Regions from separate parts of the Zea mays genome. Here regions 2, 3 and 4 are each linked to region 1. Evidence: chromatin contacts called from public Hi-C data. All regions are on one chromosome and are shown on one strand. Each heading gives the region's core, a stretch centred on a gene start, on an enhancer-like site or on the middle of the called end of the contact. The rest is flanking DNA. Distances are from core to core; before and after follow the strand shown. Region 1 has its middle 94 kb from the start of LOC103635077. Region 2 holds the start of LOC100285304. Region 3 holds the start of LOC100279169 (DUF4228 domain protein). Region 4 holds the start of LOC100282295.

Evidence for each region. A called contact is a pair of places that touch in the nucleus more often than the background predicts.
Region 2: a Hi-C map of leaf shows a contact between it and region 1, with 9 times the contacts expected there. The contact joins the promoter of LOC100285304 here to the enhancer-like site in region 1. A contact is called at or near these places in 4 of 25 Hi-C or Micro-C datasets (bundle sheath, ear and leaf).
Region 3: a Hi-C map of leaf shows a contact between it and region 1, with 4 times the contacts expected there. The contact joins the promoter of LOC100279169 here to the enhancer-like site in region 1.
Region 4: a Hi-C map of leaf shows a contact between it and region 1, with 4 times the contacts expected there. The contact joins the promoter of LOC100282295 here to the enhancer-like site in region 1. A contact is called at or near these places in 2 of 25 Hi-C or Micro-C datasets (both in leaf).

What each region holds. Positions count from the first base shown.
Region 1 is chr8:37,295,450-37,298,865 of Zm-B73-REFERENCE-NAM-5.0, reverse strand. No RefSeq gene overlaps it. Among protein-coding and RNA genes, the nearest start is that of LOC103635077, 94 kb to the right of the region's middle. Within about 2 kb of position 1,400, at least 11 of the 20 cell types and tissues checked have an H3K27ac peak or open chromatin away from gene starts, as enhancers often do. A contact at or near this core is called in bundle sheath, ear and leaf, where this site is marked.
Region 2 is chr8:37,114,776-37,117,953 of Zm-B73-REFERENCE-NAM-5.0, reverse strand. It overlaps LOC100285304, which reads left to right and starts at 1,310. Exons shown (of 5, transcript NM_001367220.1): 1 at 1,310-1,337; 2 at 1,463-1,566; 3 at 2,564-2,668; 4 at 2,785-2,853; 5 at 2,979-3,178. The coding sequence starts at 1,519. The coding sequence ends at 3,035.
Region 3 is chr8:37,468,969-37,472,682 of Zm-B73-REFERENCE-NAM-5.0, reverse strand. LOC100279169 (DUF4228 domain protein) reads right to left here and starts at 2,027. Exons shown (of 1, transcript NM_001152197.1): 1 at 1,234-2,027. The coding sequence starts at 1,865. The coding sequence ends at 1,431.
Region 4 is chr8:37,488,457-37,491,829 of Zm-B73-REFERENCE-NAM-5.0, reverse strand. LOC100282295 reads right to left here and starts at 2,038. Exons shown (of 3, transcript NM_001368947.1): 1 at 1,739-2,038; 2 at 1,522-1,636; 3 at 293-548. The coding sequence starts at 1,979. The coding sequence ends at 530. LOC111590055 (small nucleolar RNA snoR128) reads right to left here and starts at 808; the gene lies at 709-808. It also overlaps a transcript of LOC100194015 not described here.

The sequences.
Region 1 (3,416 bases), core at 151-2,650:
AAGTATCACGATTAATATACCTAGTCCAACCATTCATCAATCCACTAGCACGAATAACAAATTTGCTTACCCTGACTAATTCGACGGGATAGTCGGAAGCACGATGACAGTTTCTGGTTGACGTCTTTGATCACACACGTGTGGCGAGCGATGCACACAATTTCTATTCTTGACCAGATATCCATAGGATTCCTTTTGTTGAGCTGGTGACGCGTGGCCAGCACAAGAGCGTCTTCACGGCTTGGGACTTGGCGTAGATGAGAATTGCGATCGACGATATCAACGTGCCAACGCGACAATTTCCATTTGACAAAGATGATGACAATTCGACTCGTTCGAGTTGAGGCGAGCGCAGTACGCCGACAAGTCCATAATGACACAATAAGGTGAACGCGGCAACACACAACTCAACGGGTAAAGAGGGCGCGACGGTTGGCGAGCTAGGCTGACCATGGCGAATAGGAAATCGACAACCAGTGAAACCGATAGCCGAACATGAATTGAACAGGAATTGCACAGATCGACGCGCGAGGCCCGATCTAGTGAGCACGACGCAAAGGAGGGTGTTGCTGCCGCTGCTCCGACATGAAGTACTTGCTGCCGAGGCAGACGAGCACGATGGAGGCCGGGGTCTGGGCATCGAGCCAGTGCATCACGCGGTTTGGGAACCACACCACCCACACGAAGCGCTTGCCGCAGAGCACCAAATCGCACGCCATTCGCGCAGAGCTCCAAAATCACGCGCCGAACTAGGAGCCGAGGTGAGCAGAGCGCAGGGCGCGGCGAGGAAGTTCAGCTCGGGCGCAGGCGTACGCAGGGAGTTGGGCACGAGCAGGGAGCTGCAGCATGGCGTCCATGGCCGAGCAGAGCAAAGGAAGGAGCGCGCGCGACGGCGAGGAAGCCCCATGCCCGGGCCCAGAGAACGACGACGCAGAGGAGCCGCCCGGTCAGCCATGGAAACAGGGGCAACGCCGACGAGCTGCGCGACAACAGAGCTGGAGGCCGAGCGCAGTCGAGACTCGACCGGCTGGAAGGAGTAGAGGCCGGGGGCGAGCTCAGAGGAGATCCGCGCGTGCTTGACCATGGAGACTCGCTGGGCGCGACGAGCAGAGGAACGCGCGCGGGAGCAGGCGCGCAGGGAGCACCGCGGCTGGACTGGAGGGAGGAGCTTGGGGAACGTTGGCCATGGAACCGAGCAGGGCGCGGCTGGAGAAAAGAAGCTCCATGGTGATGGAGAGAGAGGATGGCCGGGCGCAGAAGAACCCGCGCCAGGGGCTCCACGGCACAGACGCTAGAGCACGCGGCAAGCTGGAGCAAAGGGCAGGGCGCTCGGGAGCTGCAGCAGGGAGGAAGATGGAGCTTGCGGCTGTGAGCAGAGAGCTAGAGCGGGAGAAAACGAGGGTGTGGAAGGAAGCTGCGTGAAAACGGCAGCGACCGGATAAGGCTCCCCCGCGCGCACGAAGGATTAGGATGGCGGCTAAAAAAAATCTGTTGGGAGGCGGCGGTAGGGACATGAACAGAGAAGATTTTTCTTTTTTTACCGAAAAATCACAGATATTTTGGATCCCAATTTTCTTAGCGTGTATACGGGATAGATAGTAATTGTGACATGGTTTTGATTTGGCGAATATTTTGGAATTAGATGAATTTTTATCCATTATTTATATCTGAAGTTTTAAATCCGGGCAAGAAACGACAACCCGAATTGATCTGATTTTAGCTTCGATATTGTAGTCAGCTTTGGTTTACTTAGAAGTCAGACAAAAATTTATCTGGTAAAGAATAGATTAAATTACCAAGGTTCGAGTTTTAGTCTGATGTTAACGGATCAAGCTAAACGATATCGGATTCAACTAGGAAACGGCTCAGTTTATAATTCTACGCCTGGTTTTTCTTGGGTTCCGGGTGTAGTCCGATTTGATTTTGCATTAACACTTTTGTCGTCGAGTTCAAATTCATTTGTCAGGGACAAAAATCTCAAGAGTGGATCTAGACTCCAAATTCGTATTCGCGCGGGCAATGAATTTTAAATAATCATCGGACGCACCGATATTCGGGACAACTATGTTCCAAATATTACGAAAATTTAGGAAGAGCCTGGATAGATAAAAAATTATGCCGAACTCGCGACAGACGAAACAGATGCGATATTAAAATAACGATAGGCGAAGATGATTAAAATTTAGCATCTGTTTTATCCACTGACATTACGCGCTTAAATCCATACTCGTTGTCGAGCGGAATATAAACACCAGGGGTGTTACACTTTCTGCATTGCGCTCACAAGCGAACACTTCATCATTTAAGGTTAACTTCGTCAAACGGGTTAGCTTCATCAAACTGTAAAAATCCATCAAAATGGCTAGAGTGCGATCAACTGCAAGGGTGTCTCGTGAGGGAGAAGAAACCGAGGCCACTGCGACAGCACCAATTTCAGAAGTAATGAAACGATCAGGTCTTGTTGTAGCTGACGAAGGTACTTCTAATGTCGAAGCTGAGCAGACTGTGATTGAGGGTGAAGATGCTGAGAGCGAAGAAGACTACAGTATTCTGATCCCAACGAAGCCTAGTGTCGAAGACGACATGCCCATGTTGATGAAACTAGGCTATTTTGGAGAAGCTGAAAGCAAACTTGTTCGATTTGCTGGAGAAGAGACTACCCCAGTGTCGAAGAAGGATGAAGTTGTGGTTTTCAAGAGCTTCTTCAGAGCGGGGCTGCGATTTCCCTTGAATGAGATGATATGGGAAGTCCTTAAAAACTTCGAAATTTATCTTCATCAGCTGACTCCTAACGCTATTGTTAGGCTCAACGTCTTTATCTGGACCCTTCGAAGCCAAGGGATGAGCACGGATGCCGAAGCTTTTTGTCGCGTGCATGAGTTGCACTATTAGATGAAGGCTAGGGCAGATGGTCTTCAAGAAAATTTTGGTTGTTACAATTTTGCGTATCGTAAGGATACGAAGGCACCAGTCCTCAGCTACTGCACAAAGTGGCCAACCGGCTGAAAAAATGAATGGTTTTATATGAAGGCTGGTGACCATGGTCATGAGTCCTCTGAGCTTGAGCTTCGGAATGACCCGACCTTTATGTAACATGCAACTAGGGTCACCCTGTCAGCTGGCCGAAGTTGAATTTAGAGTGGTAGCTGAGCAGATCAGTACCAGAGACTTAGTGCAAGAATATTTGGCTAATAGAACATATCCTACATCAAGTGGCTGGGGAATGCCGAAGAAGAAGGAAGCGGGGAAGAAGCATGAACTCGTTCGACTTGCTTACCGCTTCAAATTTGAGAAACAATTCAAAAACCCGTGTAAAGAATGGTTGGACATGATCGAGATGATGTGCAATAAAGTACTTGGAAATTATATCAAAAAGGAAGACCAGTTGATGACCGCAGCCTTCGGCACTCGGCCAA
Region 2 (3,178 bases), core at 61-2,560, 180 kb after region 1:
CCATTAGAGCGATGTAGGTTGACACTAATTAAGACCATTGAGACAACGGTGGTGGCGTTTAGCTAGCGATGTAAGAGACGAACCAGGTTTTGTTATAAGTGTACGAGAGAGGAGGCTAGCACCAATATTGGTTTGCATGCTAACCCTTATGCTCACCCTATTTATATAAGTGGTGTGAAAGAGACCTACAACTATAAGATTATTGCGCCCTTGATCGGAGCATATAGACGAGTATGGGTTGATTCCTTAATCAAGTTGAGATTGAACCTCGATAGAGATAACCCGGTTTACGCTGGAGACGGATGCATCCTTTCCTTGGTAAAGGCAGCAATAGACGGGGACGCGTATCATGTGTCACGAATGGGTGGTATAATCACTGAACTCAAACACATTGGGTATGTTTGGGAACTCAGTTTCTCGAAACCACAGTTTATAATACCACATTTCATTGTATGCTATGACATAAACTAATGGTATATTTTACATCAGTTCAATCCAACACATGTTTGGAGACACAATGTTTCAGTTGTGGTGTAGAAGAAAATATGAATGCAATTACGTGCAAGGCCAAAGTTTTTTTTAACAAAAAATACCGTGGTACTCCATGATTTAAAATATATTGTTTTCAGATGTGCTCCCAAACATATTTTGATTTAAAATATCATGGTATGCTCAACTATCATGGTTTTATTTAGGAACTAAGGAAACACTGTTTCAAACAGACCCTTGACCACGACGATGCAATAAAGTAGCCCGCGTTTGGCTACCTTTAGGTGCTCAAGTGGCCATCAAACGATTTTAGTTAGGATGATGTGCCTCACTTTCTTTGTTGAGGATTCGGTGGAGAAAATAAATTTGCTTTGCCTAAATAAAAAAAATGAATTAACGGATCGAGGCGACGACCGATGGAGGAGGAGATGTATCCACCTCCCGCTGCGCACACGATCCTGGTCCTGGACACGCGGCCAGGGCGCCCGGCTGCGGCCGGAGCCACTTGTCGCGCGGGATGGTAGCGTCCAGAGGCACGTCGCCGTCGCCATCGCCGCGGTAGAGAAGGCCAGGCTGAGCAGGAAGATCTCGCACGCCGCGTGACGTACAAGTACAACCATGTGTGTGAGACCAAACTCCCCGCCCGCGCCGCACCGCTTCCTAGTTCCTTTCCTGAAACGGTCGCCTGGACATCAACTATGCTGATGGATCAACGAACGTGATACGGGTCTCCTGTCCTCTCCTCTCTCTCTCTCTCTCTCTCTCTCTCTCTCTCTCTCTCCACCGGCTATATCATCGTACTGCCTTCGTCTCTTCCGTCAGTAGCTGCAGATTTCTGTCTGGTACAGGTAGGTAGGTCTCATCTCATCTGGAACTGGAACGTTCCAGAATTGCCTCCTCTCTCTATCTATGCTCCACCTTCCGTCATTCCCGGCCACCAAGGATTCGATCGATGTGTAATCCTGCCTTGCAGGTTGTCGTATACGTTGCGTGTTGCTGCTTGCTGGGGAGAGGGGAGCGCTGTTGCAGATGGCAAGCTTCAACCAAGAGAGCAGAGCAGGCACACAGAGGGAGGAGGTAATAACTGCCACCATCTCCGTGCTTAATCTCTCCGAATAGCCTGATCCTACGTACGCTAGCTGTTCCATTGTCTACTACGAAAGAACACATACTATATGTGCGTATCAGTAGTTATCCGCCCATTCGGAGGTCAGCTCCTTGGCTTGCTGTGGATACTACCTGAGAGAAGGTATTCCTACCATGGGCAGACATTGCAGGTCGTCCAGATGAAGGTCTCTATGTTTTTTCTGTTTTGTTTCAAAATTACAAAATATGAATTTCCTATTCTCGCTCGTTCGGTCCATGCTGCATTCATGGTTGTTTTTCCCCCTGGCCTGTACTATATGTGTAGAAGAAGCGGGATAGAAAACGATATGGAGAAGAAGAAAACCACTGGCCGTGTTTCCGATTCGTTTGTCGTAGAGAGACCAAATGCCAGTTTGGTTCTCTCCTTTGTTCGTCGGACCGGGGAGGAGGAACCGAAATTCGAACGTTCGTCGCTCCGAATATTCCGCGGCGAAACGTGCCTCCGGTCCGGGTACTTTAGACGACTTGGCTAGGTCAACCCCGAGGAACTCACTGAGACTTTTATTATATTTGGGCCTCATATGTTTCAAATGAGCCGCTGCCGACCAAGATCCTTGGTCCACACGTAGAAGCCCACGGGGCGAAAGGCCACACGGTTTTTTTTTTCTTGTTTGCATCATCAGGTTATTAAAGTCTGCAGTGTTGATTCAGTCCTATTATTATTACTTGACATGCGACGTCTTCACTTGAGAAATCGGCCCGGAATGGTTTTTCCAAGAGGTTTGTGTGATTTTCCAGGGTTAATTGCTGGAAACAACGACTTGGCCTTTTTTTGGTTTTTCCTCTCGCTGTCGACAGCGTCGTTGGCGTAGTCGTAGTAGTATATATTAGCACGGTGGGGGTTAAACTATTGCCCTGTGGAGATGCATGTTAAGATCCGAACTCTACTCAACTCAGATTGTCGATCTATAATTTTCTTGTTTTGCAGGCACCTCTACAGGGCAAGTACGGAGGCATTTCTCCGAAGAAGGCGCTCATCAACAAGGACCACGAGCGCGCCTACTTCGACTCCGCAGATTGGGTGCTCGGCAAGGTAGCAAATTACTCGTCAACTCAACTGGTCGCAGCCCAAAGACCGCGCGTGAGTAACCGCGGGCGATATACTCACATGTCAGAGCTAACCCCACCCCCCCTGGTGGGTGTCTGCAGCAGCAAGGCGTGAGCAGCAACAGCCCGACGACGGTGCCCGCAGCCGAGCCCCTCAAGCCCAAGCTGCAGGTATACGGAGAGAGAGAGTGATGAGGGCAAATAAAGAAATTGCATCCTCTACAAACCTTTGCTACGAACTCGTGAGTCGTGGCTCTTATGGTTTTTTTCCCCGTCTTTGATGAAATGAAATGAAGCGGACGGCGTACCACCAGCTTCCCCCTCGGCGGCCCGCGTACACGTCGTCGGAGTAGCTCGGCGAGCGGGGAGTCGCTGCAGTGCAGCACCGTAGGAAGCCGGAATCCACGGAGGTGGCGCCAATTGGGTTGTACATGTTGAGAAACACTAATGAAGGATTACGTGGTAAATACCGAATATATTTCTAAAGGATATCACG
Region 3 (3,714 bases), core at 778-3,277, 170 kb before region 1:
TAGCCGCGCACCAGGCCGCGGACCGTCCGGCCCCAGGCCGCGGACAGTCCGCCCCTGCGCAGAGAGTACCACCGCGCCTCGCACCAGGCCACGGACCGTCCGGCCCCGCGCGCGGACCGTCCGCCCTTGTGCAGAGAGCACCGCCGCCGGTTCTTCTTGAGTATTTGGCGCTCCGAAAAGGCGTCAACACCTCCGAAAACGTATTTCTAGGTCATTAAACTTATTAAGTGACACACTATAGTTGTCATAATGGTTAAGAAATTGACATGATGCATCATTTTACAAGTTTAGAGATGCGTGGTAAATCGCTTAACAATTTTAAGAAGTTAGAAATTTATTTTCAAAGTTCATGCACTAAATGACATATATCTCTTGACAAATTCAGAGACAATCTATGCATTCTACTCTTCTGGTTTCTTATAAATGACTGCACCAAGGAGGGTTATGTCTTTACAAGGTGTATGCACGACTTGCCCTTCCATCGTCACCGGAAGGAAGAACAAGAAAAAAAAGAATATACATAAATCAATGAATGGGGATTCCTATTCTCTCTAAGAAAAATAACTATATTTTTTACTTCTTGGGTCTTATAGAAATAATTATATTTTTTTTCAATTTCATCCAACCCACGTGTGATAGAAATAATCGATATTAAAACCCACTTAATACCATCCAATCTATATGGATTAAGAGCAAAACCAATAAACCCTTAACAAAAACCTAGGCCTCATAGATAGTTTGTTGGTCGTTGTTAGCCTGTAGTCGCAATTATGACTGCACTGGGGTTTCATTGTAAGGCATATATATATATTACTCCATCTTGAAGGTCGTTGAAAGAGATGGATTATCTTACTTTTTTCTTTAGTCGTCCGTCCAGACGAATTCAACACGCACGAGGAAAGTAATTTCCACTTCCATCAACCACTAACATTGACATTTCTTAATTTAGTTAAATGCGTGAGCAAGCCTAAATTTGTCAGGTGATGCCACCGGATCTCCAAACTTTGAAAATGTATTTCCGAATCTCCAAATTTTGAAAATGTATTTCTAGGTAGTTGAACTTATTAAGTGATACGCTATAGTTGTCGGTATAATATAGAAATTGACATGATGCATCATTTTACAAGTTTAGAGATATGTGGTAAATCGTTTAACAAATTTAAGAAGTTAGAAATTTATTTTCAAAGTTTATGGATCTAAATGACATCTCTTGACAAATTCAGAGACCATCTATACATTTTACTCTTCTGATTTCTTATAAATGACTGCACCAAAGAGGGTTATGCCTTTACAGGGTGTATGCACAACTTGCCCTTCCATCGTCACCGGAAGGAAGAACAAGAAAAAAGAATATGCATGTATGAATGAATGAATGGGGTTCCTATTCTCTCTCTAAGAAAAAAAACTATATTTCCCTTCTTAAGGAAAACCTAGGCCTCATAGATAGTCTGTAGGGCGGGTTGCCATTGCCTGGGCCCAAATCCATGATCGTGGTTGCCCTCGCCGTTGACGTCGGGAAAGACCCTCTTGCCGCCTCCAGGACTGCTCTTGGTCGAATTCTTCTTCCCGCAGACCAACCGCGCGATGGCCTCGACTTCACGGTCTCCCAGCCGCGCACCGGCCCGGCCGGCCGGCACGAGGAGGTACACCACGCCAGCTCGCAGGAGCTCGTCGGCCGCCATCGCCCGCACCCGCCGCTCTCTCGCCACGTCCGTGGCGCGAGCCACCACGTGCCCCGGCGCGTCGATCATCAGCTCTGCGACCCCGGTGTTCTTGTCCACCAACGTCCGGCTGCCGTCCGGCTCGACGACTAGAGGCCGCGCGCCGGCACCGTTCGCGACGCACTGCGAGACGAGGTTGCCCATCCCGTGTCCGGACTACTCGCTACTGGCAGGCAACCAACGGAGCTTAATTTGGTTCCGTTCCTCCTGGGAATCGAGAGACCGAGCTCCAATTGAGCTGAGCTCTTGCTTGTGAGTCGTGAGCAGAGCTGATGGATGACTTGGTTGGATGTGCTGCTTGGTTTTGGTGGGTGCGCCTGCACGGGGTCGATCTGCTTTAAATCGTGGGTGTGCAGACGATCCGAGGAAGCTTCCTGGAAGGCGCCTGGTTCGGCCTGCGGCTGACACGTGGAAGAGCTGAGTGCGTGGAGGTGGAGCGTGTCAGCGTTTGTGACTGGCCGTTGCGGGGAGTGGAAGTGGACTCAGGAGTGCTCGGTAGGAACCTTGACTCGGCGTTGCCCGCGCATCAACGAAAACAACACGGGAGGCTGATTTTTGAATGGCGATGGTGGAAAATTTAGGTCATTAATTAAACAATATCATAATATACTGGTCCATCATAGGAAGTGATTAACTATTTATGTCACCCATTCAAACCTTTGTCGCATGCGATTAATAGTTAGTGCAGTTTAATATGAATTTATCAAGCATGATAATAATGTCACACCTCGATTTAAGGGCAAATCTGGTCCCGAATCAAATGTGTGTTGTGATTAAGTCTCACACATATAATGACTCATGATACAGAAACGAATATCACATCTCTAATATATATATATATATATATATATATATATATATATATATATATATATATATATATATATATATATATATATATATATATATATATACTACTCTATAAGAGTGTAGTGTAGACGTTCACAACCCGTGGTGCACGGGTCTGCCTCCGACACCCTCTCGCCCGCGCTCCGTTGATCTCGCGGTCCTCGCCCAGCCTCAGTAAACCACTCTCGCATGTTGGCCGCGCGTTGCCTGCCTCCCTCGCTCTCTATTGATGGAAGGACACAATTCAGGGAAGCCTCCGCAGCCGCCCTGCCATTCTCGCCCTCGCCCAACACTCCGCCCTGCCATTCTCGCCCTCGCCCAACACTCCATCGATGGAAGGGCATGGTTCCAGGGATTGCCTCCCCAGCAGATCCCACAATCCTCGCCCCGCCTGCTCGCCGCCACCATCCACAAGGCAACACCATGCCCCCGCTCCTCTACCATCCACGCCATCCTCGCCCCACGCCCGCCCACACACCTCGCCATCCTTGCCCTCCTCCGCGCAGGTCCTCGGTGCCCCTTCCCCCACCCCTGTCGTCCCCGCATATTCGGATCCGGGGTTCGCTCGGGTTGCCTCGCCTCGCCGGGGACCCACCATGGCGGTCAGGGAGCATGGTGGGTGGGGGAGATGGGGAGGAGCGGAGGAAGCATGGCGTCCTCTAGGAAGAAGCACAGCCGCAGCCGCCCGCAGGCTATGGACGATGACATCGACAGCTCCTGCTCCACCCCGTTCGCCAGCGCGCCGTCCAGCCCCGGACGTCCCCACGCCATCGGCGGCGGAAGCGGAGGCGGAGGCTACTTCTTCAGCGCGCCGGCCAGCCCCATCCACCACCTCCTCTCGACCTCGTGCTCGGCCTCCGCGACTCCCAGCACCGGTGGGCGTGGGTGCGTGGGCGACGCGGAGTTCGAGTTCGGCAGGCCTGGTGGGCCCATGATCTCCGCCGACGAGCTCTTCCACAACGGCCAGATCCGGCCGCTCACCCTGCCCCCGCTCCCGGATCTCGACCCCGGGAGCGATGACGACGAGGACTGCGACCGCGCGCCGACGCGCGGCCACGACCTCACGCCCCGAAGCGCGTCCGTGCACCGCCGCGCGCGGTCCATGTCTCCGCTCCGCAGCGCGTCGCCGCGGCTCAAGCTGATC
Region 4 (3,373 bases), core at 789-3,288, 190 kb before region 1:
TAACAAACTAGCTAAAATCTCTATTTTTAAAACTGAACTATTATAAATATTATAGTTGTTTTAAGGTATTCTAAACTTAGGTTATTTTAAACAATGGTATTGTCATGACTGAAGTAAATTGTAGTATTTCAAAAATTATGGTTTTCAAAAACTTCGTTCCCAAACAGGGATTTAAAAACATTCCATTGCATGATAATACCATGAAAACCGATCAAGCTCTAAGTTGTACATGCTCTAATGCTCACTCGACCACAAGATAAAACATTAAACCGCCTCCCAAACAGGTTAGCCTCCAATGAAACCCAGACGCAATCGAAACAACTAATTTTAGTTACCAAGGGCAAAGGAAATAATGAAAGTAAACCGTAACTCTTCAAAACATGATTATCATAAAAACATTTCGGCAGCAAAAGGTCCTAAGTTCCACCTTACAACTGAGCTAAAACATAGGAAACACAACCATGCTTTCCTTCCTACTCCTCAGCCTCACCACTCTTCTTGTTGCCCTTCCTTGAATACCTCAGGTTCCTCAGGAACTTGGGGTCCATCTGCAAACATGGTCAATGCAAAGGGTCAGTTGTAGAGCAAAAACCAAGGTGCATCTCAAGCAGCTGTTAGAGATGAAAAATTGGCAAAAGTAACAGTTGTGCTACATCTCAATACAAATAGCATCCTAAATGAAGCGCAACAGGAATCAAAGTTGTGCAGTTGCTCAGGTAACCGCTCAGGAGGAAATAATGAAAGAATATTTCCCAGGTTCATACAGCAGTAATCTGCTCTCAGAAGGTATTACGTCTCATCATAGCAACAGCCTAAACCTCAGCAGGAGAACGCTTGATATTAAGATTAAGTTCAACTTCAATGTAAACTCCATGTAACTCTAGTAAAATAATAGACTGATCAACTGGACCAACATGAACAAAAACATTATGAATATCATCTGTACAAAGACAAGAAAAATAACAGCTGCAAGAATTCATACACACCGCAGCAGCAAACGGGGACTAAATGTGTTTTCAAATCACAAGTAGAAACAAATTCCAGCAGGGTAATGACAAGCTCACAACCCTTCAAGACTTGAGAGAAAATTAAGTGGCCTTGGATATAAAAAAAAAGGCTATGCACCAAATCCTTTTGATAACTAGTTACAATAGGTTTATAAAACCAGGACGTCCCATTACCACACTACCGCAAGAGACTTTCACAAATGGCTTAGATATCTTTCATCCTAGCTAACAGGATTTGCTAGTACCGCGAGCATGAGCCACTACTAGTACGGCACTAGAAAACCAGGCAAAAACAATTAGCATGTAGGAACCAAGTTCAGCGACTAGAACAGACCATACAAAAATTTCGCATCCAGGAACTAACTTCACAACCTAAGATAGATTTCACCTATCCGGAACAACCAATGAAGTCGGCAGCTACATGATTCCGGTATCAACCAATGACCACTCTGACGCATCTGCACAATCAACCGAACGGGACGACGGAAGAGGGACATCAAGTAAATCATCTTACCCCCTTGGTGGAGGTCTGCCGGTGGCGCTTGGGCTTCTTGATGCCGTTCTTGTGCGCCTTGTACGACTGGTTGTGCGCCGTGTGGTTCTTCGACTTGGCCATCTCTTCCGGATCCCTGCAAACAAAAGGCGACTCAGAGTAAGGGGGAGGTGGATTGACGGTGAAGACGAACAACACATCTAGTAGGAACAGATCGAGCGGAGTGCCGGAGAGTTACCGAAGCGAGGATCGCGAGCAACGAATTGTCCGGTGGCGCTTAGGGTTTTTGTGATTGGCGAGAAGAGCAGGATTATGTACGGGCGTATGCTAAATGACCTTGTTGACCTCGGTGCCTTCCCGCATTTCGATCGTGAGATGATGACGGGTTTGCACGAATCGCCAAGCTGAGGATTACAATTATGGGCCTTTAGAGTACGTAGATGGCCCAATGAACTCATGAAATAGGGTAGCTTTTTCATTTATATATTTAAAAATATTTGAAATTTCAGAATATTATCGGCATTCACGACTTGACAGAAATGAGTGTTTACCGTCCGGTGGAGGTTTCATCCCTGCCACTCGGTGGGTGCCAGGGTGTGGTAGCTCCCCTGTTGACAAGGTGGTGGGGCAACAGGTGCCTGTCAGTGGTGGCAGCGTGTCTTCCTCTGACCAGAGTTTCGTTGATCCATGACTTTGATCATGTTGTTTTTTCTTTATTTTCATATTCTTGCTTATTTTTGTGTTCAAGTTGTATAATGTCATTCCCAAACTTCACAAGTCTTAATGATATACATTTTTAGAGAGAGAATATGCTGCAACTTGACCCTTTTGAGACTAATAATTTGCTTGAGTTCATCATGTTTAGTCTCAAAGGTGAATTAGAAGGGAAAATATGAATTTGGACAAAGGAAGATGCTTCCACTCCATAAACGACATCAAGGTTCCTTGTTTCAGATTCCCTTGGGTTCTCATTGCTACTTGCTTTGATTTGCTTTTTTGTGAGGCAACGGGGTTAGACCTTAGTTTCTCTATTTGGTGCTTAATACCAAAGGGGGAGAAAAATTAGAGGCTAAAGCAACTAGATCAACCACCATTTGAGTTTTAAAAATATTTTTGAGATTTAAACTTGTCTTTTGATTCAAAACCCTCTTGATATCAAAGAGATGTCCTCTTATTGTGAAAATTATTCTCTTATGGGGGAGAAACTTGTTGTCGGATATCATAATTAGGGGTACCCAGATTATGTCCCTAAAGCATACCTCACACCTGAGTACCAGAGAATCATAAGCCTCGAGCCCGGCCTCGGCCAAAGATCTCAGGACCACAAAGCATGCACATTAAATGTGACTGATACAAATACCTGCTCCGCCAATGACGCTGCAATCAACGAAGGACGACGAAACTGCAGCCAAATCTACTTTCACCGCCCACGATGACGCACGTCGCGAATACCGCGCATTGTTCCCACGCTCCGGTCACTATTTTCAAAAACTCCGGATAAGACATACGACGACTAGAAACAGTCTCAACCTCGCTCGAAGTCGGCCTCGATAGGAAACTCCGCCTCGCCCAAGCTCAGTCTCGGCCAACTGTCCTGGCAGTGGCACATTAAATGCCACCAACTCCCCGCGAATCCCACATGAGGCCACTCCGACTATTGTTGTGACCACTCCCAGCATGGCTACGTGCCCATGTGCAGACCCGACCTCGGTCTCAGGAGAAGTCTCCATCTCGCCCGAGTATGCCCTCGGCCAGCAAGCATCAACAGAAGAACATACGACGCCGTCAATCCTCCCGCAAAAACCGCTGGCTACAGAAACCATAAGGATGGTGTCAAGTATGCTTTAAACCATTTCACATGACACACGAGCCG